Regions from separate parts of the Anas platyrhynchos genome. Here all the other regions are linked to region 2. Evidence: chromatin contacts called from public Hi-C data. All regions are on one chromosome and are shown on one strand. Each heading gives the region's core, a stretch centred on a gene start, on an enhancer-like site or on the middle of the called end of the contact. The rest is flanking DNA. Distances are from core to core; before and after follow the strand shown. Region 1 overlaps BRD3 (bromodomain containing 3). Region 2 has its middle 21 kb from the start of WDR5. Region 3 has its middle 38 kb from the start of RXRA.

Region 1 (4,183 bases), core at 350-2,849, 57 kb after region 2:
GAGCTAGAAAATGAGAGAAAGGAACAAGTTGCAAATATTTAGCTCCTGATATTTTTCCTCACAACAGTAGGAAATAACATGGGGAACTGGTTCGTGAAGGGTGAATTCCGTATCCTTTCTGTATCTGTCAGTTGGACTTCTTAAATCAAGAGCTGGGTCTGTAGCTTAACAGCAAATGCCTGACTTAGCGTAGAAATCACCAAGTGTAATTCATGCCTTGTGTTAGAAGGCAGCCGGGAGATGGTTGTAATCTTCTCTGCCCTTTCAGATTTAGAGGGTAAAAATACCCAAGCAGCATATAGAAATACATGCTGAAGGTAATCCTGGCATTGTAACGTTGTCTGTTGACTCCCTGCCCTTCAGTCTATGTTCTCTGCTTACATTAGTTTCTAATCCTGCAAACTCTTTCCCTGTCTGACTGCCTTTATTTTCTAGCAGAATGGGGGCCCTGACAAACTTACATAGTGCTGTTAAAGAAAACAACCCAAATTTAGAATCTTAAGAGCTTAAACTATTGTGGAAGTAGATCAGTTTGTTTAGTTGTCTGGCTTTTGTTTGCTTATTTTAAAAAGCAGAAACTCTAAATGTTATTTAGGAGCTAATAAGCCTGATCAAACTACTGTTCTCTTAGACAAATGTGATTTTTGAAGCTGTTCTGAGCCCTCTCCATGACGCACATCCTTCATGCAATTACTGTAAATGCTTTTTGCTTATGGCTTTTTCTCCCCTTTCCCTTTGGCTTGTTTGTTTGCAGAAAAAAATGGACAGTCGGGAATACCAGGATGCACAAGGTTTTGCAGCAGATATTCGGTTAATGTTCTCAAATTGTTACAAGTACAATCCTCCAGACCACGAAGTGGTAGCCATGGCCAGGAAGCTCCAGGTAAAGGTGTTGACAATTGCATCTTTCAGAGTACGTTTAGTACAGCTATACGGTGTCCATTCAGACATCCAAGCATGGATCTGCCCTTGGCACCATCAGGGGAGAGTCGGTGATAATTCCAGTCCTTGAAAAGGGCCTTTAGATACTCTCTGATGCAGAACTGTTGTGTTCTTCACGTGGCATGGCCCAATGCCATGCCTAAAATGTTATAATCATTGCTGTATAAAATAATGGGAGCATTTTCTTGGGTTTTCGGAATGTGTATGCCCCTCTGTACATGCACCTTGGAAAAACTGGGAGAAATTGTGCCAGAAATTGAGCTGAAAACTGTGCAATGTACAGCACTACAGCGAGTGCTTCAGTCTTTGGATAGGGTGTGGGGGATCCTGGCATTAAGACCAGCTGTGCAGTTGGTGTGCAGAGGCTGAGATTCCTCCCTGACCTTATGGAAGAGCTAAAGACCGATTTAGAAGTCTGCTGAGCTGGGGAGCAGCAAAGAGTGAAGCCAAACCTAGAGGGAAGTTGGTTAGAAAAGCCAGAATGGGTCAGATCCGTTTAGCCTAGTGCCCCTCTCTGGCAGAGGCTGGTGCAGACAAGATGCAGGAGCCTCCCAGGAAGCAGAGGGGTGAGAGCCCATCGCCCCTCCACAACCTTCCCAGCCACAAAAGGATCTCAGAGGGAGATTCAGTGACCTTCCTCTGCCTGCTCCTATCCCACTGCAAGACTGGTTTTGTCCTTGATGAGAGGAGGAACTATATCTTACTATGACGATTTCAACCCCTGCTCTAGAGTGCTCGCTGTATTTTGTTATTTACTGGTACAACCCCTTGTTCAGTGCAGGAGGACCCTGACCCGTGGTGGGGTGTCTGGTGGGTTTAAAAGACAAGAATGAGGTCTTTGTGGCCGAGGCTCCTTTGTCACCATTTTCCCCCCCTTTTTTTTGTAGGATGTCTTTGAGATGAGGTTTGCGAAGATGCCTGATGAGCCTGCAGAGGCCCCGCCACCTCCTCCTCCAACAGCACCAGTTGTGAGCAAAAGCACAGAAAGCAGCCACAGCAGCGAGGAGAGCTCCTCCGACTCAGACAGCTCAGACTCAGAAGAAGAGCGAGCGACTCGGCTGGCAGAGCTCCAGGAGCAGGTTATTGGAGTGGCCGAGCTGTGTGTATGTGTGTCTGTGCAGTAGAAAGGGCTTAGCAGAAATGTGTTTTTTTTTTCTTTCTTAAAAATCCCATCTAGTCTGTGATGCAGCAGAGTGATCTCCCCTTCTGCCAGCTCAAGGGGAAGAACTCCCAGCTGTGAAATAAGTGTACTTTTGATGTCATGGTAGTTTTCCTTGAGATAACCGTTCTCACGGATGGTGGTCTGTGCTTTCTGGGGATCCCAAAGTATTCAGCCATTGTGAACAGAGGGGCACACAATATTGGGGATCTGGGTAAGCAACGTGACCCCCATTTGGTGTGAGAGCTTGGGCACAATGACACCCGTCACAATCTTCCTGTGTGATATTTTCACCCTGTACCTCATCTACAGAAGCTGTTTTGGCTGTTACAAGCTCTGAGCCATGGCCTTTTTTATTATGCAGTGGTTGTAGGTACTACCTTAATGCAACAAAGCATTAATAAAATGGTTTATCTGGTGTCTCTAAGCAAGTTAATAGGAGACCCAAGAAGGGAATCTGGCATTTCAGAGTCCACATTGCCAGCACTCTAGACCAAACTATTAAGCTTAATTTTTATTTGCTACTGTAAAGCAAGAATTAAGTTTTCAGTTAGCTTCTGCACATTTGCACTGCCTTCTTTAAAGAACTTCAAGCAAAGCCTCTGAAGTCCAATCAGTCGACTGCTCAATCACTAACTTGGGGATATATTTATGTGTCCAGGGTACAGAGGAAGTGTATGTGGAGGCATCAGTTGTCTTGCCTCAAAGTCTGATCTATTTTTTCACTTTTCTCTCCTAAGCTAAAAGCTGTCCATGAGCAGTTAGCTGCATTGTCACAAGCACCAGTGAACAAACCAAAGAAAAAAAAAGAGAAGAAAGAAAAAGAGAAGAAAAAGAAAGACAAAGAGAAGGAAAAGGAAAAGCACAAAGTAAAAGCCGAGGAGGAGAAGAAACCCAAGGTGGCTCAACCACCGAAACAAGCCCAGCAGAAGAAAGCCCCAGCTAAAAAAGCAAACAGCACGACCACAGCTAACAGGTGAGAGCTTGCCTCCCACAACTTGCCTTAGGTGGGAATACCAAGAGCTTTCAGCCCAGTTTTGTCCCCTTTTTTGTCCCATTGAATTCCCTGGTGAAGCTCAGTTGTCAGCACAGTTAACTCGCAATTGAATAGTGTCTCTGTTCCCAGACAACCTCTGGGAGTTTTTAAGTTAGGGCTGGCAGCAGAGCCATCACATTTCCACTGTCTGATTCTCTCACAATCCCTGCCCAATCACTGTCAGATAAGGTTTTGCTTTTTGCCTTTTGCCTAGCCGGCGAGAACATGCTATTTCATTGCTGCCCCCCTGCTGCTACTTGGGCTTGTTGTCATGCCTCACAGCACTAAAATATAATAGGAATAGAACAGCTGATCTCAGCTTTCTGAACTTTCTTTTTGTGGTGCTGTTCAAGCTATCTGGCTTAGAGGTTCAAAGCCAAAAGCGTTGGGATGTTTGTTGGAAGGGGAGTAGCAGAAAAAGTTCGTTGCTCTTTTATATACCCATGAATGTTTCCATGCTTGCCAACCTCCCCAGGCAGCCCAAGAAAGGAGGCAAACAGGCGTCTGCAACCTATGATTCGGACGAGGAGGAGGAAGGCCTGCCCATGACCTATGATGAGAAACGACAGCTCAGCTTGGACATCAACCGCTTGCCCGGGGAGAAGCTGGGCAGGGTGGTGCACATCATCCAGTCGCGGGAACCTTCCCTCAGGGACTCCAACCCGGACGAGATAGAAATAGATTTTGAAACGTTGAAGCCCACAACTTTGCGAGAACTGGAGAGATACGTGAAATCTTGTTTACAGAAAAAACAAAGGAAACCATTTTGTAAGTTACCTCCTGGGGCACGCGTTCCCCAACCAGCTCTTGGGCTCAGCTTTGGAGTCGGGGCGTGTTTGTTGAGATTCTCTTATCCAGCTGCTGGGTAGGTGATGACAGGGAGTTTTAGAGATTCTTTTCTCCCAGAGAAAATATGCAGAAACGTTCTGGTTTTTCTATTCCTTCTCATGATGCCCTCTCTTGGAGACCTGGAGGGACTACTTGTTCCTCTGCAAGACCTGCGTGATACCTTTATTCCTGATCTTAGAAGGCACTACAAAGGTTTC
Region 2 (4,002 bases), core at 814-3,313:
AGAAGGGTAGCCAAGCCAGCAATGTACATCTGGGCTCCTCTCCTCCTCTTTTCAGAGCATGGAAAGGGAAAGGGTGAGAAACTGGGACCGCTGGCCAAGGAGCTTGTTGCAGCTCCCCAGGATGCCAAGCCCTGGGGGCTGCCTTGTCCCGAGGTCCTCCTGCCCCAGCTCCCACCCCCAGCACCCTGAGGAGCCGGCACGCTGGACACGTGTGCCGTGGTCCGTCCCTCACGTCCCCTTCCTGCAGGCAGCATGGAGAGCTTCCAGCCCCCAAATTGGCTCTGCGGCATGCCCAGCATCGTTGGCGAACACAGCAAAAGGCTGAGGGGATTAGTGCTGAATGCTCGGGCTCCCCCCTCTCTGCAGCAGCTCTCGCCCTGCCTGCCCCGGTACCGTGGAGCTGGGCAAGCACCACGGAGCTGCCCGGTGCACCAGTGGTGAAACCCATCAGCAACAAAACAAGAGGCACAGCCCAGAGTTCTGCATTGCTGGGGGAAAAATATGGTTTTGCTGTTCACAAGGGCAAAGCGATGAGCATGAAAACAAACCCCAGCATGAAATCCAGGCCAGCTCTTCCTGCACTGCTGAGGACCCCAAGAAGCCATCACCTCCCCGTTTTTGGGGTGCTTTTGGGGGTGTTTCCCCTGCCAGGGGCTGTGGGATGGGGACACGCAGCCACAAGAAGCGAGATGCTGAGCAGGGTTCTCCAAAAAGAAGGCTCCGTGCCTTGCAGAAACATTTTTGAACTCATGTTTGTTCCCTCTCCTGGGTCTGGGCAGAATGTCAAAGCCTGCTCTGAGCTGGAAATATTTTAAGACTAGCACTCACTGGAGACTGAAACAATGGCAATTCTTTAGCTACTGAGGCTTTTATAAAAGGGCTTTTGACACAGAGGCTGCTTAGGGGTTTTTTTCGGTGTCGGTTTTTCTCCCGGAAAGCACGGTGCTCGTGCCCGTGCGTCTGTTTGTGCGCACACTTCTGCGTGTGCAAAGCCCCCTCTTGGCTCCCAGCTGTGCTTTTGGTGCGCAAGCCCTCGGGGATGCCCGCGGCGCTGCTCGGGCGCAGCCAGCTCCGGCGAGGAGGGAGGAGATGCCGATCGCACGGGATGCCATGCAGCGATGCAGGAAGAAGACATTTTCGAGTAAATGTCAGCTTTTGCGTTTCTGGGTTTGGGGCTTTTTTTAAACACGTGGGTGGGACTTTTAATGCCCACATGAAGCCGAGATGGTTTCAGTCTCCGGGGCTTATCCAGAAGATTCACACAAACACTATGGAAAGTGTCTCTTTGCTTAGGAGGATGAAATTTGACACTGCGGAGATTTTAGCCCGGTATTCCAGCCAGGAGCCTCGGTGGTTAGTGTGTCATATCTGATAAAGGCTAATCAGCCCTCCTTCAGGCACCATTCAATTCTTATTTTCATCTGCCTCCCGTGCGCGTTGCGTTCTCGGTGATTCGTACTCGCACGCAGGCAAACCAGTGCAAATTCTGCCCAACTCTGCTCTCCCCTGGACACGAGGCCAACGGGCAGGGCACAGGGTAGAGAAATGCACTGTGGGACCCAGCACCTTTGCCCACAGCCCCACTCCTGGCCCTGCCTGCAGCACTTTTGGCACCAGATTTTTGCAGGGGTACGGGCACAGGATCGCATGAGAGGCATTTTTCCAGCCAGCCCTGCCGTCAGCTGCCTGCCCCGAGCCCGGCTCCATGCCTGCCCTTCCTGCGAGGTGTCCAAAGCCTCCTCAACAATTACCCGAGTTGCTGTTTGTTCAGGCGATGTGGATTTAGCTCTCCAGCCTCACGTGTAGTGTGTGTATAGGGAAAGATAGATTGCCGCTACTTTCCAGTATAAATCACATTCCTTACAACACTCCAAAGTAGCATTTTCAACCTCAGGGTGCTAATAGGATCCAGCAGGAGAAAGAAATGTCAGCTAAGTAGCAGGCGCTGTTTGGAGAGTGCAATGGAGCTGATCCACAGCCCTGGGGCAAAAGGAGCAATCCCAGGGCAAAGGTTAAAGAGTTCAGGAGCACTTCAGCCTACTTAATTGCAACAGGCCTCTTACACAGTGCAAGATGGATGACTCAAGCCGGGCAAGGGGGGCAGAGCGGGGCCAGCAGCATCACCATCTGGAGGCAGGCAGGCGGCAGGGGACCACGGCGGAGGGGACGGAGGTGGCTCCTTGCCTCGAGCCACTGCTAGCCAGCAAGGTGGCCTGCGCCACACCGGGACCCCCGGCCACCAACTCTGTCCCCTCCACCAGCAGCTCATCCCCAGTCCCAGCCAAGAAATGGGAATTTCTATCGGAGCTGGCTGAAGGCACCAAGGTTTGGTTGCAGGAGCTCAGCACGGATCCGGGCTGATAAATACCCAGGAGCGAGAATACCTCCAGCTGCCAAGGAAAGGTTCCTTGCTCCCCCCAAATCCGTAAGGAATATTGTAAGGGGAAAGGAGAGGAATTGGTTATCGCTGCCGTTCTTGTCATTGTGGCAGGATTTGTTTTCCAATTCCCTCTTTTTTTTGTTAATCTTCAGAATCTGAAAATGTCTTGTATCAGCCCCAAGGTGATTCTGCTGGGAAGATGCCTCAGATAATATTTTTAGTAGAGTTTAGACTTGTTTTCTGACACTCATCGGAAAAAAAATGTCATCAAAAGCTGATGTTCTGCATGGAAAATGCCTTTTGAAATATTTTTTTTTTCTCTATCGGAAGGAAAAAAAAAAAAGTTTAGAATAAAAACATTTCTTCCAGGCCTCACGGGCGAGCTTTCTGCCGTTTCCCTGGTGATAAAAGCACGAGGCTGGATCCCGAGGCACCAGCACTTAATTCCCAGCACCATGACCTTGACGGAGCCCCTTCGGTCCAGCTCCACGGGGGGGGGGGGGGCAGATTTTTGCCCCAGCTTTTGGGGCTTTTTTGCTCAAGACGATGTCTGACGGGCTCGTGCCTCCTTGGGACACCCCGCTCCCCCCCATCACCACCCCCGTGTCCCCCAGAGGGGCTATCCTAGGGCTCCATCCCCTCATCCCCCATTGCTTTGGGGCTGCTTTAGATCCCTGCAGCCTTTTCTTGGGGTCGAGGAGGGGGTGAACTCTGCCGGGTAGCCCCGGGGACAGCCTGGTTTTATGGGGGGGCTGCCCCAGCTCCTCGACCCCCCCCCCCCCCAAAAAAAAAAAACCCCGGCTGGCGGCCCCCGGGTGCCCCCTGGTGGGGTGTGATGGAGCCGCAGAGCCGAGGCCTGCTTCGGCCTGGGGAGGCCCTCAGAGCCCCCCCTGCCTTGGGCACGACCCCTGCCCCCAGCCCAGGCTGCCCAAAGCCCCCCCAGCCCGGTCCTTGGCACTGCCAGGGTTGGGGGCAGCAGGGATGGAGCCATGGTGGCTCCTCGGGGCAGCCTGGGCCTCACCTCCCTCGTAGTGAATTTCTACCTCATATCTGACCTAAATCTCACTTCTTTTAGCTTAAAGCCGTTCCCCCTTGTCCTATCACTGACACAGAGACCCTCCCCAGCTGTCCTGCAGCCCCTTTTAGGGACAGACAGGCCGCTATAAGCCCCCTCTGGAGCCTCCTCCACACCCCCAGCCTCCCTCCACAGCAGAGGGGCTCCAGCCCCTCAGCACCCCCCCGGCCTCCTCGGGACCCCCTCCAACAGCTCCATGTCCTTGTGCTGGGGCTGCAAGGGGGGTCCCAACCCCAACACCCCCTGCCCACCTCCCTCCCAAGAAGCAGCCCCATCTCCAGGGCAAACATTCTCTCCAGGGCAAAACATTCATCGGCTTTTATTGAGGAGAGGGGCGAGGAGGGCGCTGCGCAGGAGCAGGGATGGGCGCACATCCCCCCTCTGAAGCTCAGAGACCCCCATCCCAAACCCCTTGGGGGGGGGTTCAGGAGAGGAGCAGGGCTGCCAGGAGGCAGGGAAGCAGCAGGCGGCCGCCGGCGAGCCGGGGGGAGCCGTTGCAGAGATCGGTATCGCAGCAGTGGATGCGGACCCCCGGCAGCTCCTGCTG
Region 3 (4,100 bases), core at 1,175-3,674, 38 kb before region 2:
CGCCTGTCTCTGCCTGCTCTCCCTCTCTGCCAGCTGGGAATAAAATCCCCCAGGTGCCTGGGAGCTGAGGTCTGCAGGATGCCTGGTCCTGTGTGTGCTAGCAGGGTGTTGGTCGCCTCTTCCTGCCCCTCGCCGTGACTCATTTGCTGCTATGAAAATGTACTCATCGGGAAAGTACGATGTGGCCAGGAGCATCTCAGCAAGATGCCACCCAGCAGATGCCACGCTGCAAGGAGGCAGCAGGTGAATCTGCACGCCTCAGCGCATCCTCATGCCATGTGCACCCACCCAAGGCACAAGTCTTCCCTCCCAGACAGACCCCCAGGTCCCTCAAGAACGAGGCATCCCCAGCATCATCACTGCTGCCATCTCACAGCCCAGGCCAGGGTCTTTTTGGGTCTTTTCCAAGAAAATCAGTACATGCAGCCCCCTTTTGTGGGGGCCTGCTGCCTCCGAGCTGGGAAAAAAAGAAGCTGCTTTCCAGCCCCCCGCCCTCAGAAGACGAGTTGGAGGAAATTAGCGATGATGCACAACTGAAAAAATTGAATTGTTAGAGCAAGTTCAAAGCCGAGCCAGTCCGGAGACATCTGCACACCACATGCCAGGCTCAGCCAAACGCTCGTAAATCCTTCCAGGCTGGCACCAGTGGAAGGGAGCTCGCGAACCGCCCAGCCCCACCGGGAGAGCTCCCAGGGCTCCTGCTTCCGAGACGGCCGAGGCTTCCCCGTGGAAAGAAGAGGCAGTCGAAGGCACGAGAGAGGGAAGAAAAACAACGCCGGGGAAAACGTTGAGCCATTCGTTTTGTAAATGATTATTGCTCTACTTACCAGAATGTTGTGGCCATTGAAAAGAGCGTTTTCTGATTCAAACACAGATTTTCAGCAAACACGGGGATGTTAGGACAAATATGATAAAAATCTTTATACAATGGGAAGGCAACTATGAATTAAAATGGCAGAGAAAAATGGAGGCAAGAGGCCAATTTTATTTCTGGAGAAAAGGCCATTTTTTCAATAAAAATAAAAGAACCTTCCCAGGTGAAAAATGTCACTCCCCTTTAACAGAGATCAATAACGTGATACGATCGGTCTGCTCATGCCGGCTGCCGCTGATCTATGGCTGTTTGCAAAAGGCTTTCATTCTGCTTGTCTTTACAATTCAGCTAATAGTAAAAAACTTCAGAGCGTTAGAAAGAGAAGTGGGTAAACGACCCAGGAGTCAAAGGTGGAGGAGCCCTGCACCTGAACGGCCTCAGGATGCTCACGCTGGAGGAGGGGATGCCAGCCAGGATGGTAAAACCCCATCTCGCCAGGGCTCAAAGGGAGATTTGCAACATGATCCATGCCTCCAACAGAGGCAGGATCCCACCCGCTGTGTTTTTTCCAAGTTTTTGTGTCATCCTCAGCCCCGTCCTGCTGAATTTTGTAGCTGAGGAAACGCCACGCACAGCAGCAAGGTCGTTCTAGGAAATGTTGAGGGTTTACCTTCAATAAGCACAAGTATCACTTCTGAAAAATGCAGTCGTCCCTGCGATACGTGGTTCCTCTGCCTTCAAGAGCTTCCCTTGGAGGAGCAGAAAGCGTGCCACCGATGGGTCACCTTGCCCGGGCTCTCTCAGATATTTGGGAAATGCCACACAGGCAGGGTGCTGCATTGCATCCCTGGGGCTTAATGAACCCAGCCAAAGCTCCGGCTCCCACCCACACACCCACCCCTGGCTGTGCCGCAGCCAGATCTCACCGCAAACATCACTTTCTAGAAAAAAAAAAAAGAGGTTAAATGCAGTCTAAATGCATAACCAGCCCTGTGCCTACCAGACGGCTGCTACACGTGGAAAGGGTGCGTGGCCTTCAGGTTCAGGATGCCAAGAGCCCCTATAAGAGGAGCAGCGTGGGAAGAGATGGGGACTGCTTTCTCACAAATAACTACCCTCTAGGGACAGTAATCAAGCTTTTGGCAGAGCAACGAGCCACCACACCCCTGGTTTGTGATCCCCTCTGCTCTGCTGGGTGCTTCCTCGTGGCCCACCCCACCAGCCCTGAGCGCGCCCCGGTCTGTGGCTAAGCTCCTGGAAGAGGATTTCCCCAGGCACCATGAAGAACACCAAAGAAACCCAAACAAATCAAAATCTGCTCTCAGCACCCGAAGCACTGCCGCTTGCTGGCAACAGGAACCGGGGGCAAGCAGCAGGGCTGGGGCTGGCCCCCGGGGACCCCGTGCCCCCCAGGTGTGCTGCGCCTCCTCCCCGGCAGGAGTTTCGCACAGACCTCAACCCAGGGCTGTCGGAGAGCCCTTTGCAGAAGTTCCTCAGAGCTCAAGGACCCCCATGGGGATGCTCGAGACCAGACTTTCCTAAAGCGCTCAGCGCACACCTCATACGCTCTGCTTTTTGGAAACTCTGACACACGCGGCCCATAGCTCTAGACGTTGCTGTCTCATACACGTATGGCTGACTCAGATATATATATGACTGGCTTAACATACTTCCCTTTCTTCCTCCCCTCCCCTCCCTTCCCCTCCCCCCTCGGAGTTTTGCATGTCTGAAGCTGTTTCAGATAAAAGATACCAAAAATGAAAATGCATTTGGGATGTCTGGGAACTGAAAAGTCAGACTGCGAGAAAACCAGACGGGGTTAGAGACCCAAATCCCTGTCTCCTGCCAGACATCCTAACCCTCTGCCAACTGCAGGTTCCGAGGCTCCATTTGCTCCGCGGCAGCAGCGGCCGTGGCCGGAGCTATTCCAGAAGTGTATTCCATCAGCGGTAATGGGTCTTTCCTCATAAGCTGTGTTTTCATAGTAAATCTTCAGTCTTACATTGCATTACAGAGTTCAGCTGCCGCTAATCCTTAAAAACAATTCATTTCCAACTGCAAAGTGCAATAAAGAAAGGATAATCACTATTAATATTAGTTATTGTTATTGATTTCAGCTTTAAAGAATTGATTTTCAGTCCCGGCCGCATTTATGAGTCTCTTTGCTGAAGATGCATATACAGGGCCCACCACTATTTTTAGATCCTTGCCCCAGCTCCCGGCCACGGCCACGATGGGAGCGAGGGAGGATGATGCAGAGGGCGATGGGGCAGCTCTGGGGACAGCCCTGCCACCCTGCCTCTGTGGGGACGTCCCCAGGGCTTTGTCCCTCTCCCCAGCCCCGGGGATGCTCGCCTTGCCCAGGGGCTGGTGCAGCTCTGCCAAAATCACGCTCAGCAGCCTCCAGGCGCGTGGCCGGGGATGCAGGGCGAGATCCCACAAACCGGCCTCGCAGGCCAGGCTTGCTGGCTCGGATGCAGCCCCGAGGTGGGAGGTTTGTCCCACGGGGTGGGAGGTTTGTCCCACCGGGGGCTGTTTCCCAGCCCCAGGGGTGCAGAGGGCTCCTTGTTGCAGTGAGTGCACCCCACATCAGTCACCCCGCTGACCCGCAGCCCATCCAGCCACTGCTTTCACTCCATCTCACCCCAGCACGATGCTGTGAGTCGATGCCCTCGTGGAGGAACAAGACTCACCTCTCTTCTTTCTGACTAACCCAAAGAAACCTGAAATGCCTCTGCTTGGAGGAGAAAATCAGTGGGCGAGCTCCCCGGGGCAGGGCGCAGGACACCGACCTTCCTGCGGCACAGGCACAAGCCCTCCTCCTGAAATCCACCTCAGCACGTGCACACAGAGCAAAACACGGGGATTAAAAAGGAAAGCACTACTGCTTTCCATCCCTACGATACCAGCGAGTCTGCCAAATCCTTCCTGAGCTGTAAACTCAGCTTTAAACTCTGCTAATGAGGATGGCTTTGCCTGGAGTCTCTCTGCTCCTCACTCCACCCAGAGCCCTCGCAGGAGAGCTTTGCAGCCCCTCTAAAATACAAAGAAAAAATAATAATAAAAAAGGCTATGGCACAAGCAACCCCCTCATGCCAGGGGAAGCTCATCCCTTGTGCTCCCAGGAGCATTGTGTTGTGAAAGGAGAGTGTCTGGGGGGGCCAAAACAGAGGTCGCTGAAATGTGTGTAAGCTCCCCAAAACGGCCAGCGTGTGCCAACGGGGTGCCAAGGCGGGAACCACGTTGCTGGTTGTGGCTGGAAGACAGCCGTGGGGGTGCTGAGAGG

Evidence for each region. Hi-C and Micro-C count contacts between places; a contact is called where the count stands out from the background.
Region 1: a Hi-C map of skeletal muscle shows a contact between it and region 2, with 7 times the contacts expected there. The contact joins two enhancer-like sites. A contact is called at or near these places in 4 of 8 Hi-C or Micro-C datasets (F5 follicle, skeletal muscle and subcutaneous adipose tissue).
Region 3: a contact with region 2 is called in a Hi-C map of liver, with 3 times the contacts expected there. The contact joins two enhancer-like sites. A contact is called at or near these places in 2 of 8 Hi-C or Micro-C datasets (liver and skeletal muscle).

What each region holds. Positions count from the first base shown.
Region 1 is chr18:8,883,787-8,887,969 of IASCAAS_PekinDuck_T2T, forward strand. It overlaps BRD3 (bromodomain containing 3), which reads left to right. Exons shown (of 12, transcript XM_072025473.1): 7 at 755-883; 8 at 1,830-2,021; 9 at 2,842-3,077; 10 at 3,613-3,905. Among named protein-coding and RNA genes, the nearest start is that of BRD3OS, 14 kb to the right of the region's middle. Within about 2 kb of position 1,600, at least 2 of the 8 cell types and tissues checked have an H3K27ac peak or open chromatin away from gene starts, as enhancers often do.
Region 2 is chr18:8,826,373-8,830,374 of IASCAAS_PekinDuck_T2T, forward strand. No RefSeq gene overlaps it. Among named protein-coding and RNA genes, the nearest start is that of WDR5, 21 kb to the right of the region's middle. Within about 2 kb of position 2,064, at least 3 of the 8 cell types and tissues checked have an H3K27ac peak or open chromatin away from gene starts, as enhancers often do.
Region 3 is chr18:8,788,442-8,792,541 of IASCAAS_PekinDuck_T2T, forward strand. No RefSeq gene overlaps it. Among named protein-coding and RNA genes, the nearest start is that of RXRA, 38 kb to the left of the region's middle. Within about 2 kb of position 2,425, at least 2 of the 8 cell types and tissues checked have an H3K27ac peak or open chromatin away from gene starts, as enhancers often do.